Regions from separate parts of the Mus musculus genome. Here region 1 is linked to region 2. The links are chromatin contacts, called in public Hi-C maps. All regions are on one chromosome and are shown on one strand. Each heading gives the region's core, a stretch centred on a gene start, on an enhancer-like site or on the middle of the called end of the contact. The rest is flanking DNA. Distances are from core to core; before and after follow the strand shown.

Region 1 (6,090 bases), core at 1,421-3,920, 65 kb after region 2:
GCCCCGCCCCCTAAGCTTCTTCTACTCCCCATAGAGCTGGGAGCTGGGCACCACACCTTTAACCTAAGTTAACCCCAGTGAGAGCGCGCACGTCTTGAGGGGGCACCGGCTCAAAGCTGTAGTAATCAGAGTGCCCAATCCCGTTGTGCCTTGCCCGGTTGGGTTTGCAGGACTTTATTGGGGATTCTTATGTTTATAGTCAGAAGAAATATTTCTCACTGGTTTTCTTTTCTGGACATATTTTAGTCTGGTTTTGATAGCAGGTGATGCTGGTCTCATGGAACAAGTTTGGGAGAACCCGCTTTTCTTCCACATTTCCTTTCTTGGGTCTGTTTCAGTAGTCTGTCTCTTTCTAGGAATTTGTACATTTCCCCCAGGCTAGCCCGTTTGTTAGTTTGCAGCTGTTCATCAGACAGGTTGAATATTCCTTATCGAGAATGCTTACAAGTATCTCAGATTTTAGAGTTGTTTGTTGTTTTGCTTTGGAATATTTGTGTAAAGTCTAAGATTGAGCACACTAAGCTGAAATCTAGGCTTTCAGATTAGAATTACTCATTTTATTATCTTAGCGTCCACTTTATTTGATAATAAGACCATTTCTTTCCCTTCTTCCTGCTGATACAAACAGCTATATATTATAAACAGCAGCTTCCTGCCTTATATCCCGTAAAACATAATCACACATAGTATTTTTCAAGTTTTTAGCTGTTAAAACCATAGAAGTGTTCTATTTGACATAATTTGGATGTACACTTAAGTAGTAATTAATCACACATTAACTCAAGGGCTACTGAATGAGAAATTAATACCAAGTGCGTGGCACTGCTTGAAATCCACCTAGCAAATGACACAGCAAAGTAGGCCCATATACAGACTTCCAGAGCAGCCAAATCTATCCAGCGTAGTTCTGTCTTTCTCCATTGAGCTGCATATGACAATCTCACACCACAGGACGTTTAGACTGCTGTCACAGAAGCAAGCTGGTCCGTCATTCCCAGCTTAACCGCATTGGCAGGAGTACCCGGTTGTAGATAATGCTCTGTAAACATACACTATGTGAGCAGGCCATGCGCATACAATTTTTCAGTCTTACCATTACCTTACCCTGCCCTGTTTTTAAGACAGGTCCTGTTCAGCCCTGTCCAGGCTGCCTTTGAACTTACGCAATCCTCCTGCTTCAGCTCCTCTTATCTCCTCTTATCCTCTTATCATGGTCATGAGCAATGATGCCCAGCTCAGGTTTCTTAGCATTTTTGTCTGCTTGTTATTTCATCTTCAAACAGATCACAGTTTGAACTGAAAGTCAGTCTCTAGTATAAGAAAAACTGATCTGGCATAGTTCCAGGTCCTTAGTTACATATATGGACTTTTAAAAGAAAGCTCTTAAAACTCCCCCGACTCTCTTCCTCATTATTCAACTGTTCTTTTTTTTCTTCCTTTATTGGTTTTTTTTTTAACTTTTTGTTCATTTTGCCTTTCTAAAATTATACAAAAGGAAAAAAATTTAAATGTATCAAACTGAAGTTCCACACGTTAAGCTACCGACTTCTCTCAGGAAAACGTGACATAGAAAATCAGTAGGCATTTTATCTGGAGACGTGGGAGGGGGGGGAGCCCTGCAACTTGAGAAGAGATTTCACTTTCTGCATTATATGCAGGTCAGGATTAATGGACCCAGGTAAGTTCTTCAGCAGGTGACTGAGAAGGGTGGGAAAGTGCAGATTGAAATGCATCTCTGAGCAGTCAATTAAGCCTGTGTGTGATGGAGAAGATAAATGGCGGGCTAAAGCTCCACTTGGACAGCCGATTCCGTTATGTAAAACACACCTACAGGATCTGAAACGCGACCAAGCCTGTTTTATATTAAGGCAAGTATAAACCAACTTCATTTTAGACCTGCCTCCAGCCCCAGATTCTGTTTGGTATGAGGACAAAGAGCCATACAGCATGAATGCACAAGGCATTGGCGGAGGGTGAAGACTCTGCCAGGAAAGTTTGGCAACAAACCCCAAGAGGAAGGAGAAATTTCTCTGTCAGATCAACTTTGGCTCTCTGGCATCGAGCACTCGAGGGGGACTGAGGAAAGCCAGCCCCAGTCTACTTGTTGATACCTTAACAAGCTGTTGATTTTTTGAAACTGGACAAAGGAGCAAAGTGTGGTTAGCATTCCCTTCCCTTGAGTCAATCCTAATGAAGTGGGAGGTGCTTGAAGAAATGAATTTCCATTTAAATTATGCGTGACCCTCTTCCAGAAACCTCCAAGCGTTTGGGAATTTTTTGTTGAGAATTTCAAATGATCCGGTAATAATAAGCTCTTTTTTTCCGACATGTTCTGGTTCTTTGAGGCTAAGTTTTACATTGACTGCCTGGTTTCAGGTGTAAAAAAAAAATCTTTTTTTTCAAATTTGGAATGCCCGATTATTTTCTTTTCTGTTTACCGACTTAATGTGGAAAAGAAAAACCACAATTCTCATACGTGTAAAGCCAGCAGGCTTTTAGTCCAGGTAGTATACTCAAGATTCCTGCGGGAGTTGGTGCGGATTTCCTGGCAACTGAACAGTGGTTGATTCCAGGGCTTTTCTGACTTAAAGACACAGTGGTACTGCTCAACAGAAAATGGAAAGCTGCCCCTGAGCACAGTTCCTGAGGGGAACAAAGGTGACTGGAGCTACGAGATGGCCTGGCCCGGTTTCAGGGCCAGGCGGAGCAGAAGAGAAGGAGGCTGTGGTGTGCTCTGGCTGCTCAGGCCCTCAGGGGAGGGAGCAAGCTTTGGAAAAGAGTGACTTTGCCTCAGATCACAAGTGACCCTAATGCTCCTTCTGTGTCAACTTTTGATTGGCCGTGGACAGACTTTCTTTTCTTGCATCTTATCCACACAAAGGCCTAGTATATAATAGTGTTGTTCCATGAGCCATTACCCAGAGTCCAGCTGTCTCCAGGGAACTGAAGCAAGTCAGTTAATTCTCACAGGGCTGGGGATCAAACCAGGGACTTGTGCGAGCTCGAGCTTGGCAGGCGCTCTACCCCTACACAGCACCCCACCCCTCGCTCCTGCTCACTCCTGCTTCCTTCGGGAGAGGAAGGGCATCCTCAGTCCCTGTCTTCTAGCTGTTTTGGTGCTACTTCCCCCCTCCAGTGCTACTCCTCCCTTCCAGGATATGCCTCTTTATGGCTGGAATGGAACTACAGAAAACCGACTGGGATATTTGCTTCATTGCTTCATACATTTTTGTAGCTCCAAGAGAAAACTCGGAATAAAGCTCATTTTGTTGGGGTATGTGGTTAGGTGTGTGTTTGTATATTTGTACAGGTGCACATGCACATGTGTGTGTGCACATGAGGGCCACAAGTCCATGACAGATGTATTCTTTGGCCTCGCTCCATCTTTTTTTTTTTTTCTCAGACAAGCCACTCACTCACTGGACATGGAGATCACCAGTTCTGCTGGCTAGCAAGCCCCACGGGCCTTCATATGCCCAGCACCCCAGTGTCAGGATTTCAGGTGTGTGCCCCCGTGCTCACGGTTTTCCATGGATACTGAGCCATCTCTCCAGTCCCCAAAACCTCTGGACTAGGCTGTTCTGAGGCTGAGCTCCCAGCTTTCTGTCATAGAGATTGACCACCTACTTTATATAACCTAACCATTCTTTGTTATAAGGTCTTTAGGAAAAAGGCCCTGTACAACATGTATTCATAAAAGCTTATTTAAAACACTTATTTATGAAGATCTGGAGAAATGTCTCAGCGTTCACAATCACTTGCTGTCCTTCCAGAGAACCCTGGTTTGGTTCCTGGTTTGGTTCCTAGCGTCCATACCGGGCAGCACACAACCGCCTGTAACTCAGGTCCAAACGGCTCATTGCCTTCTTCTGGCCTCTGGGAGCATTTCCACAAAGGCAGCATGCCACAAACACACATCCATACAAAGAATAAAACCAAGTCTTTCAAAATCCCAAACTTACCAATCAAAAACCTAGCAAATCCTAGTCCTTATTAGAGCTACATGGGTCTGGTTACATTTCTGAATAAAGACTTTTAGTTTAAGGTAATGTTCTTATCCCTTAAGTGGAATGTGGGGAAGTCATTGCTGCTCTTCTAACTTTCTAACTTTCCATGGAAAAGGTCATGTTCTTCCTTCCTTCCTTCCTTTCTGCCTGCCTTTCTCTCTCTCTCTCTCTCTCTCTCTCTCTTTCTTTCTTTCTTTCTTTCTTTCTTTCTTTCTTTCTTTCTTTCTTTCTCTCTTTCTCTCTCTCTCTCTCTCTCTCTCTCTCTCTCTCTCCCTCCCTCCCTCCCTCCCTCCCCCTCTCTCTCTCTTTCTCTTCCTTCCTTCCTTCCTTCCTTCCTTCCTTCCTTCCTTCCCTCCCTCCCTCCCTCCCTCCCTCCCTCCCTCTCTCTCTCTCTCTCTCTCTCTCTCTCTCTCTTTCTTTCTTTCTTTCTTTCTTTCTTTCTTTCTTTCTTCCTTTCTTTGGTTTGCTTGTTTTGTTTGAATTTAAATGTATTTTCTCTGGGCTGAAGTTTTTATAATAGTGTTGTATACTTGAAATTTTCTGCTTAAAAGCAGCCAAGGGTGAGGGCTGGGGAGATGGCTCAGTGGTTGATAGCATTGGCTGCTATTCCAAAGGACCTGGATTCGATTCCCAGTGCCTACATGGCAGCTCACAACCATCTGTAACTCTAGTTCCAGGATATCTGATGCCCTCTTCTGGCCTTTGAAGGCACTATGTGTGCACAGACATACATGCAGGCAAAACATTCATACTCATAAAATAAAAACAAATCTTAAAAATTAAAAAAATAGTAAGGAGAATCTTAGATGTTTTGATATGTAATTTTACATATTTTTATATAATCATGATATTTTATTTTTAAAAATTCTGGGAAAAAAGAAAGGATTTCTGGCTTAACTGTTTTATTAATTCAATTATATATGATTTTATGTTCTATTCATACCTAAAAATAATTGAAGCAACTTACATTGAAGCAATTTATAATGTACACACCATAATCACTACAAAAGAAAGAGCTGAAGAATTCTAGGTATTGACACATACCTGACAGAAACATGGGAAGGAGGAATGACCTATTCCATCCCATGGTCTCAGAGGCTTCTGCTTACACTTCTTGAGTCTGTTGCTTCTAGGCATACGGTAAATCAGAAGGCCACGGTTGGGGGGAACCTGGACCGGCAGGAGCCTGCCTTACTTACCTCATGATCTACTTTCTCCAACCAAGCCCACATCTAAACATGTCTCTTCCACCCTGCCCCAATGCACTAATCTATCCATGAAGTCCCTGCACTCCTCAAATGCCCTCCAGCTGGCAGCATACCCCATCAGGGAGCCTACAACGGCCATTTCCCGTTCCCCCCTGTCCCATCCTCTGGCCCCTCCCCATCCTCTAGCCTCAGCCCCCAAGGGCAGGGATTATAGGCAGGCAACACCACACCCTGCATGACTTTTTCTTTTTTGCATTTATTACTCGGTGAGAGGGAGCGATGGGCTCTTTACCCATTAAGCCATCGTTGTATGCAGCTTCTTAAGAATCCTTTGGCAGTTGTTCTGTGGAAGTTTTTATATGGTGATAAATTTGTATGTGCTATGATACAAGTATTACCACAGCGCTCCCACTTTGGTCATGCCATATTTGTATTTTCTATCATACAGAAAGTTTATGTCTCTGCATATTCTGATTGGATAAGTGACATAGTTCTGAGTATCTGCCTTCTCTCCGGTGACAGAGTGATAGTGCTAGGATCCCCATGGTGAAACAGGAGTCAAGTGTAGCTCGCCACGCAGAGCAGTCCAACGAGGGGTGGCTTCTGCTGCTCTGCTGGAAGCACACTGAAAAGGCTAGAATCTCCCGAGGTTTTTGTGGCAAGTGCAAGATATACTCAGAGCTGCTTAAATTTGATTTGGAAATATACCATAGGTAACTGCTCCTTTTAGGCTAATGTAAATAGGTAGTTCTTTTTTTTTTTTCTCTTTATTTTTTTAATGCTTGTCTTTAATAAAGAGAATGCGGACTGGCAGGATGGTTCAGTGGGTAAAGCGTTTGCTGCATAAGCCTGGAGGAACTACCTTTGACACCGCC
Region 2 (6,639 bases), core at 3,370-5,869:
GTGTGCTTGATGAAGAAGTTAGCATAGAACCACTTGATAATCTGGGTGGAATGATTGACTTGTAGCACAGGATGTGTGAGTTTAAAAGACTGTTCGATGGCCTTTCATGCTTTTAATTATCTACTTTTTCTCTCAGGACGATAATTAGAATTTTTTCTCTCGGAATTCACTTCCGTCTTACCAAAAAAAAAAAAAAAAAAAAAAAAGAGGAGCCATTAGCAAATTTGTTAGAGCAGAAGTGAAATGGAAATAAAACAAATGTGTTGTCGTCCACAGGTCACTGACATCGCCGACGCCATGATTCTGAAACAGCTTTTTGAAAATCTGTTCAAAAACGGGGTCGTCGTTGTGGCAACATCCAACAGACCACCGGAAGGTAACGGAACATAGTGAGCGCTCCCCATCCAATTAGATGGAGACTTAGGGAGCTTTCAAAAGCTCACATTTCTGTAGTAATTTTCTTGGGCTTGTAGATCTGCTGCTTTCGCCTACCCTTGGTGTTAGACCAGGCTCAATCTGAAAAATTAGTCGGGATTCACATTTAAAAATATTTCTGTTTTTTGTTTGTTTGTTTTTTTTTTTTTTAAGCAAGCTGAGCCTAGTTGATTCCCATGTTGGGTATGGTTCCCCCAACACTAGACATGTGATGCGTACATATAAAAACATAAGTCTTTTCATCTGCTTTTTATGCCATAAAAGAAAGCCCAATGAAATGAAAAACTCTTAATTAAATTTTAGAAAAAGATGAAACCCACTCTCATGAGTAGTTTTTTTTTTTCTACTTCACTTAATTTATCATTTCTAAAAAGGCACTTGTGGCTTATTAGGAAAGCATTTAAGAATTAAAATACAAGTACTGGTTAGACAAATGTAACACATTTCAAATCTTGTATTTTCTTTTTATAGCTCATCATGTGGTCAGTTAAAGGTGAGGATTCCAAAATAATGTTTCACAGGGGACGGTCAGATCTGCTCAGAAGTACCTTTCCAGAGGGCCCTAGGCCTGTCTGCCGATTGCACAGCCCCGCCCTCTTACCCCGTGGCACTACTGTTTGCCCTTCTCTCTCTCCTCACATGGCTCGTATGTCCCACCATAGTTGATTTCTTTATTGTCTTTTCCACTCATTGTCTGTCCAGAAGCTTTGTGAGAGCACTGATCAATTGGCATCTTTTATCTCCGTGTGTGGGTGTGAGTGTGTTCTCTCAGAGTGCCTAACACATGGATGGATCTCAGTAAGCGGCCTCAGATTGAATGTAGAATGTCTGCATTTCTGCAAGATTCTCTGGCTGCAGTGCAGAATGGATTGCAGGGCTGAGTGTTTGAGACTGGGAGTAAGGACTGAGGAGTCTGTCACAGCACTCAGAGGAGACGGAGCTGTGGTAAGAAATGCTCAGGTGCTGTTTCTATTATAGGCCAAGCCAACAGGGCTTACTGATGGACTGGTTCATAGGGAATAAAAACACGGCAACCAAGCAAGCAGTCTACCACTGGGCTATCTTCTCGTCCTTCAAGAGTGTGGGAAAGGGCTGGAGGGTGGCTCAGAGGTTGATAGTACTTACTGACTGCTCTTCTAGAAGTTCTGAGTTCAATCCCTAGCAACCACATGGTGGCTCAGAACCATCTGTAATGGGATCCGATGCCCGCTTCTGGTGTGCATGAAGACAGCTATGGTGTACTCATAAAAATAAATCTTAAAAAAAAAGTGCGAGAAACTCTGCTAATTAAGGTTGAAGTCTACCATTGACAGGTAGCCTTCTGGGACTTGGCAAATAATGGAGGACTTCTTGTTAACAGGTTTCTCCTTCTCTGACCCTGTCTGGGGGGTTCTAAGCCCCCACACTCACCTCTACCTAAGGAATATCACATAGCCTCAATTAGTTTATAGGATTAATTTCTTTTCTCCTGACAAACCTGTTCAGCCAGCGCCTGGGATTCCTGAAATGCTTCCCCATGCTAATGACCTATGACCATTGCCCATCTTGGATGTCCCTACCCTCAGTTCCCCAAAGCCTTGAATCACCCTAAGATAAGTTGATCTGTCTACTGACAATCAGTCCCGTGTGGTCATTCGCCATACCTACTCACAGGGCTTCTGAACCCCTCTCCTCCACACTCAGTGTCACTGTTCCCTCTGCCCATGTGCACTGAAGGGTTGACAGTCCACGGGGGCAGGGAGACTCACACAGGAGCTTCTTTAAAAAAGAAAATTACTGTTTGGGCATCTCAGGGAGGCAGAGGCAGGGGGATTTCTGTAAGTTCAAGGCCAGCCTACTCTATATACAGACTTCCAGACTAGCCAAGGCAACCTGGTGAGACCCTGTCTTAAAAAAAAAAAAAAAAAAGAAAGGGGGGCATTGATTGCTGTGATAGTTTGGGTGATAATGCCGGTTGCACAGCCCCGGCTTGCATATTTGGATGTTTGTTTCAGAGTTAAAGGATTACAGGGTGTGGCCTTGTTGAAGGAGGTGTGCCACTGTGGGTGGGCTTTGAGGTTTCCAAAGCCCACACTAGACCCAGAGTCTCTCTTTTTCTCCCCATTGCCTATAGTTCAGGATTTAAAACTCTCAGCTACTGCTCCAGCACTACGCATGTCTGCATGTTACCACCCTTCCTGCCATGCAATGGACTAAGCCTCTGAAACTCTAAGCAAGCCCCCAGATGAATGCTTTCCCTTACAAGAGTTGCCTTGGTCATGGTGTCTCTCCACAGCAGTAGACCAGTCACTAAAACAAGAGTAATAGAGGAAGACAAATGATACAAATGTATGTATTTTAGTGCACACCCCCTCCCCCACATGCATATGCAGGTAACACCATACACATACAAATACTAGATTGTTCAGCTAAGTGAGACTGATGTCTGCCTCTACTATGACTGATCTAACAGTGCTGTCAGGATCATCTTTGCACAGCGATAATGCTATGCTCATAAGTAGCAAGGTGCTAGAACAATCTAGGAAGTTCTAGCAAGATTGCTGAAGGAAGGCAGTGCTTGGAATTGTGGCAAAGCAAGGCAGGCAGTCACAGGGAGAGGCTGAGGGAGGCATGAACAGGGTCCCTGGGCTGTCAGGTAGTGTGCTGAACGTGAGCTGGAATTGCTCTTCTGAGAAGACCCAAAGGGAATTCAAGATGCAGAGTTGCAGCAGTTGAACTCTAGTCAACTGACAGCCCGTTTCTCCATAGCTCTAGAATCTCTCCACTGGCAGAAGAAAGTCATCTTAATAGGCTATCTATCCATCCATCCATCTATCCATCCATAATCCATCATCCATCCATCCATCCATCCACCCGTCTGCTTGCCCGTCCATCCGTCTGTCCATCTGTCTGCCTGTCGGTCTGTCTGTAGATAAGGTGTCACTATGTAGTTTTGGCTAGCCTGAAACAACTTACTACCTAGCTCAAGCTTGCTTTTCTTCCTTCCTTCCTTCCTTCCTTCCTTCCTTCCTTCCTTCCTTCCTTCCTTCCTTCCTTCCTTCCTTTCTCTCTCTCTCTCTCTCTCTCTCTCTCTCTCTCTCTCTCTCTCTCTTTCTTTCTTCCATGACAGGGCCTCTGGCTCTCCTGGAACTCACTCTATAGATCAGGCTAGTCTCTGCATCCCAGTGCTGGGGTTAATGATGTGTACCACCACCTCCTAGCTCTGGGCTGGCTTCCAACTTGTGGTCTTCTTGTCTCTGCTTCTGAGTGCTGGGATCAAATAGCTTAATGCTTTGACACTAAGGCATGGTGGCATTACACCTGTAATCCTATTACCCAGGAGGCTGAGTGTAAGTTAAGAGGCAGCCTGGGCTATGGTGTAAGTCCTAGGTCAGCCTGACTGACACGAGAAGACACCATCTCAACAAAACAAGAACAAAACACCCCAACCCCTTTCCCCCCAAATTAAAAAACCTTAACACAAAGAATATGATACAATATGAATGTGGATATACTTATTCATATGTATGAGTCCATTCCTGTGTGTGTATAATTTTATTGTTGAAGAAAAAGACAGAATATTGATATCAGGAAAAGACATAATAAAAGAATGAAGAATGGATCAGTGGTTACGTCGCCTGGGAAGGGAGATTTTGAGTGCACAGGAGCAAAGGGAGAGTATTTCTTGGTGTACTGGAGTTGTTCTGTATCTTGATTGTGGTGGTGGTTATATGTGCTAAAAGTCACACAACTGTATGCCACAAGAGTTAATTTTATTCTATATAAATTAAGAAAGACTGCATTGGCTGCTTTCTCCTTGATGGCTGTGAATGATCGTGGTCTAGCTGCCCCAGTTAAAGGTTGTTCTCTTTTCCAACCATGAGAATACACGCAGGTCTTCCTGCAGATTATAGCTTTGATCCAAGGCCCCAGATAGTGCCGTTATTGAAAAGATAGAAGTAACCATTGGGCCGAGTAGCATGTGCCTGTAATCTAATGCTGGGATGGCAGGGGTAAGAGGATTGGAGTCTGAGAATAACCTAGCCTACATAACAAGTTCCAGGCCAGCCAGGGTTAAATGGGAGACCTTTTTCTCTTCTGTCCCCCAGATAGCAGATTCTCAGATGGCTTACCAGCTGGGGAAAGAAAGTCCTTGGCACGGAGCTGGGCCATGCTAAGTGGCCAGAAAGAGAGTAGTGTATCAGAGAGCTCAGAAGGCAGCAGTGACCAAAAAGTGGGCTGTACAGGATGGAGCTGCAGGCAGGAGCTGGCCTCCGTAAAGCAGCGGTTAGGATGCTGAATTCTGCTGTAAGAGATAATGTAAGCCACTGAAGCTCGCCTCAGACAGGAGGGACCAGATTCCAGGTGGGAGGACTGCACTGGCCATGATTTAAAGATGGGCTTCTGGGTAGAGTGTAGTGACATGAGGGACCCAGGGGGACCTGCCAGGAAACTACTGTGGACTACTAGACAAGAACTGGCTATGTCTTAGTACCAGACAACAGTTCTCCAGAGGGGACTGTTTGCTTTGAAAGACATTTAGCAATGTCTGGCTGTTCTACCCAAGTGTAGGGGTGTCCTGGCAGGCAGCAGGGTTAGGGCTGGGACTGCTGCCAGAGACATTGTTAGTGCAAAGAGCTATTCTTCATGCAAAGGACCACGTGGACAAACATGTCAGAAGCGTGCAGAATAAGAAACCTGGTGCAGGGTGATGATGGCAGTGGATCTGCAGGGAACAACTAAACAAGAAACCTGTGATTTAAAATTTCACGCACAGAATTCTTATGTCTCATCTTCCGAAATTGAAGTTTTTCTGTTTTCATGATACTCACAAGTTTTTCTAGTTTCATGATATTCCAGTAGAGGAAAAAAAAAATAGAATTAATTGGATGGTGACCCAACAAGTGAGCAGGTCAGGAGATCAAATTAGTTAAAAATTCAGAATTAACTTAATGATTAAACTTGAGAACTCTATTTAAAAACAGGAATACAGTGTTAAAGGGAAGTAGACTGGGTAAGTTGGGTGACTGCTCTTCAATGTCAGTATAATTTGGGCCACCAAAAAGAAAGCGGTCCCCAGAATTGGACCTAGAGCTATACAGAAGATGTTAGAATGTCTGCATTTTTCCTTTTTAAAAATTAAAAATATTTATTATTATTATTTTCTGTGCATGAGTGCTTTGCCTGCATGTATGTCTGTGCACCACATGCGTGTCTTCTGCCGTTGGAGGCTGGAAGAGGGCAGTGGATCCCCGGAAACTGGAGTTTTACAGATGGTTGTGAGCCATGTGGTTGTAAAGAATCAAAGTCATGTCCTCTGCAAGAGCAGCCAGTGCTCTTAACTGCTGAGCCATCTCTCCAGTCCCCCCAATTATTTTAACATTTAAAAATTTAAAATTTACATATATGTTTGTATGAGCATACACGCTCACAAGAGTGCATGTCATGTGCATGCACATGGGAGGTCTGTGCACAGCTAGTAGGAACTGGCTCTCCCCTTCTACCACACAGGTCCCAGGAATTGAACTCAGGCCATCAGGCTCGGAGGAAGTGACTTTACCCACAGAGCCATCTGGTTGGCTCAAATTTCTGTTTTCTATGTACTGTTTATTACAATGATGAAAGCATTCGGTAGCATTAGAACACCTTGAGTAGGATGATTTGAAAAATTCACTTTCTCAGATCACCAGGCAACAATGTTATATGATTTTCATTCAGACCAGTATATTCATTGTAAACAAAGGACTAGATAGCACTACAGTTGGCTACCAGTAGGTGCACACACTCACATTTACGTGCACGCTCACATTTGTGCATTTATTTTATTACTTAGAGGAAAAGAATTAGCTGGGTGTGATGGTGAATGCTTTAATCCCAGGATTTGGGAGGTAGAGGCAGGCAGATCTCTGCGAGTTTGCGGCCAGCCTGGTTCACATAGCAAGTCCCAAGCTCTTCAGAACTAAATAGGGAGACCTGTATCAGCAAAACAAAAGAACAGCAAGATCAATAATTCAGTGGTCATTTCTACAAAGCCTGAAAACACATTTGGAGCAATCTAACACCTTTCATAAAATGTAATTAGAATTATCTTTTAAATATGATATCAGGTCTATGTGTTTTATTTTTAAAAAACTGTGTATTTATTTCAGAATTACATTTAGCAGTGAAATTATATAAAATTTCTGATGCAGTGATGAGCTTGTCAGGGTCTACAACTATAGATTT

Evidence for each region. A called contact is a pair of places that touch in the nucleus more often than the background predicts.
Region 1: a Hi-C map of neural progenitor cells shows a contact between it and region 2, with 1.7 times the contacts expected there. The contact joins two enhancer-like sites. A contact is called at or near these places in 5 of 484 Hi-C or Micro-C datasets (the AML12 cell line, forebrain, neural progenitor cells and 1 more), 3 of 115 datasets of contacts at active chromatin or transcription factors (astrocytes and embryonic stem cells) and 2 of 9 other capture datasets (embryonic stem cells and pancreatic islet).

The regions. Positions count from the first base shown.
Region 1 is chr10:42,343,256-42,349,345 of GRCm38.p6, reverse strand. The region is part of intron 8 of Afg1l (AFG1 like ATPase); the gene reads left to right. Among named protein-coding and RNA genes, the nearest start is that of Foxo3, 70 kb to the right of the region's middle. Within about 2 kb of position 2,670, at least 46 of the 459 cell types and tissues checked have an H3K27ac peak or open chromatin away from gene starts, as enhancers often do. A contact at or near this core is called in astrocytes, forebrain and neural progenitor cells, where this site is marked.
Region 2 is chr10:42,409,286-42,415,924 of GRCm38.p6, reverse strand. It overlaps Afg1l (AFG1 like ATPase), which reads left to right. Exons shown (of 13, transcript NM_145743.2): 6 at 277-376. Among named protein-coding and RNA genes, the nearest start is that of Afg1l, 66 kb to the left of the region's middle. Within about 2 kb of position 4,619, at least 28 of the 459 cell types and tissues checked have an H3K27ac peak or open chromatin away from gene starts, as enhancers often do. A contact at or near this core is called in astrocytes, forebrain and neural progenitor cells, where this site is marked.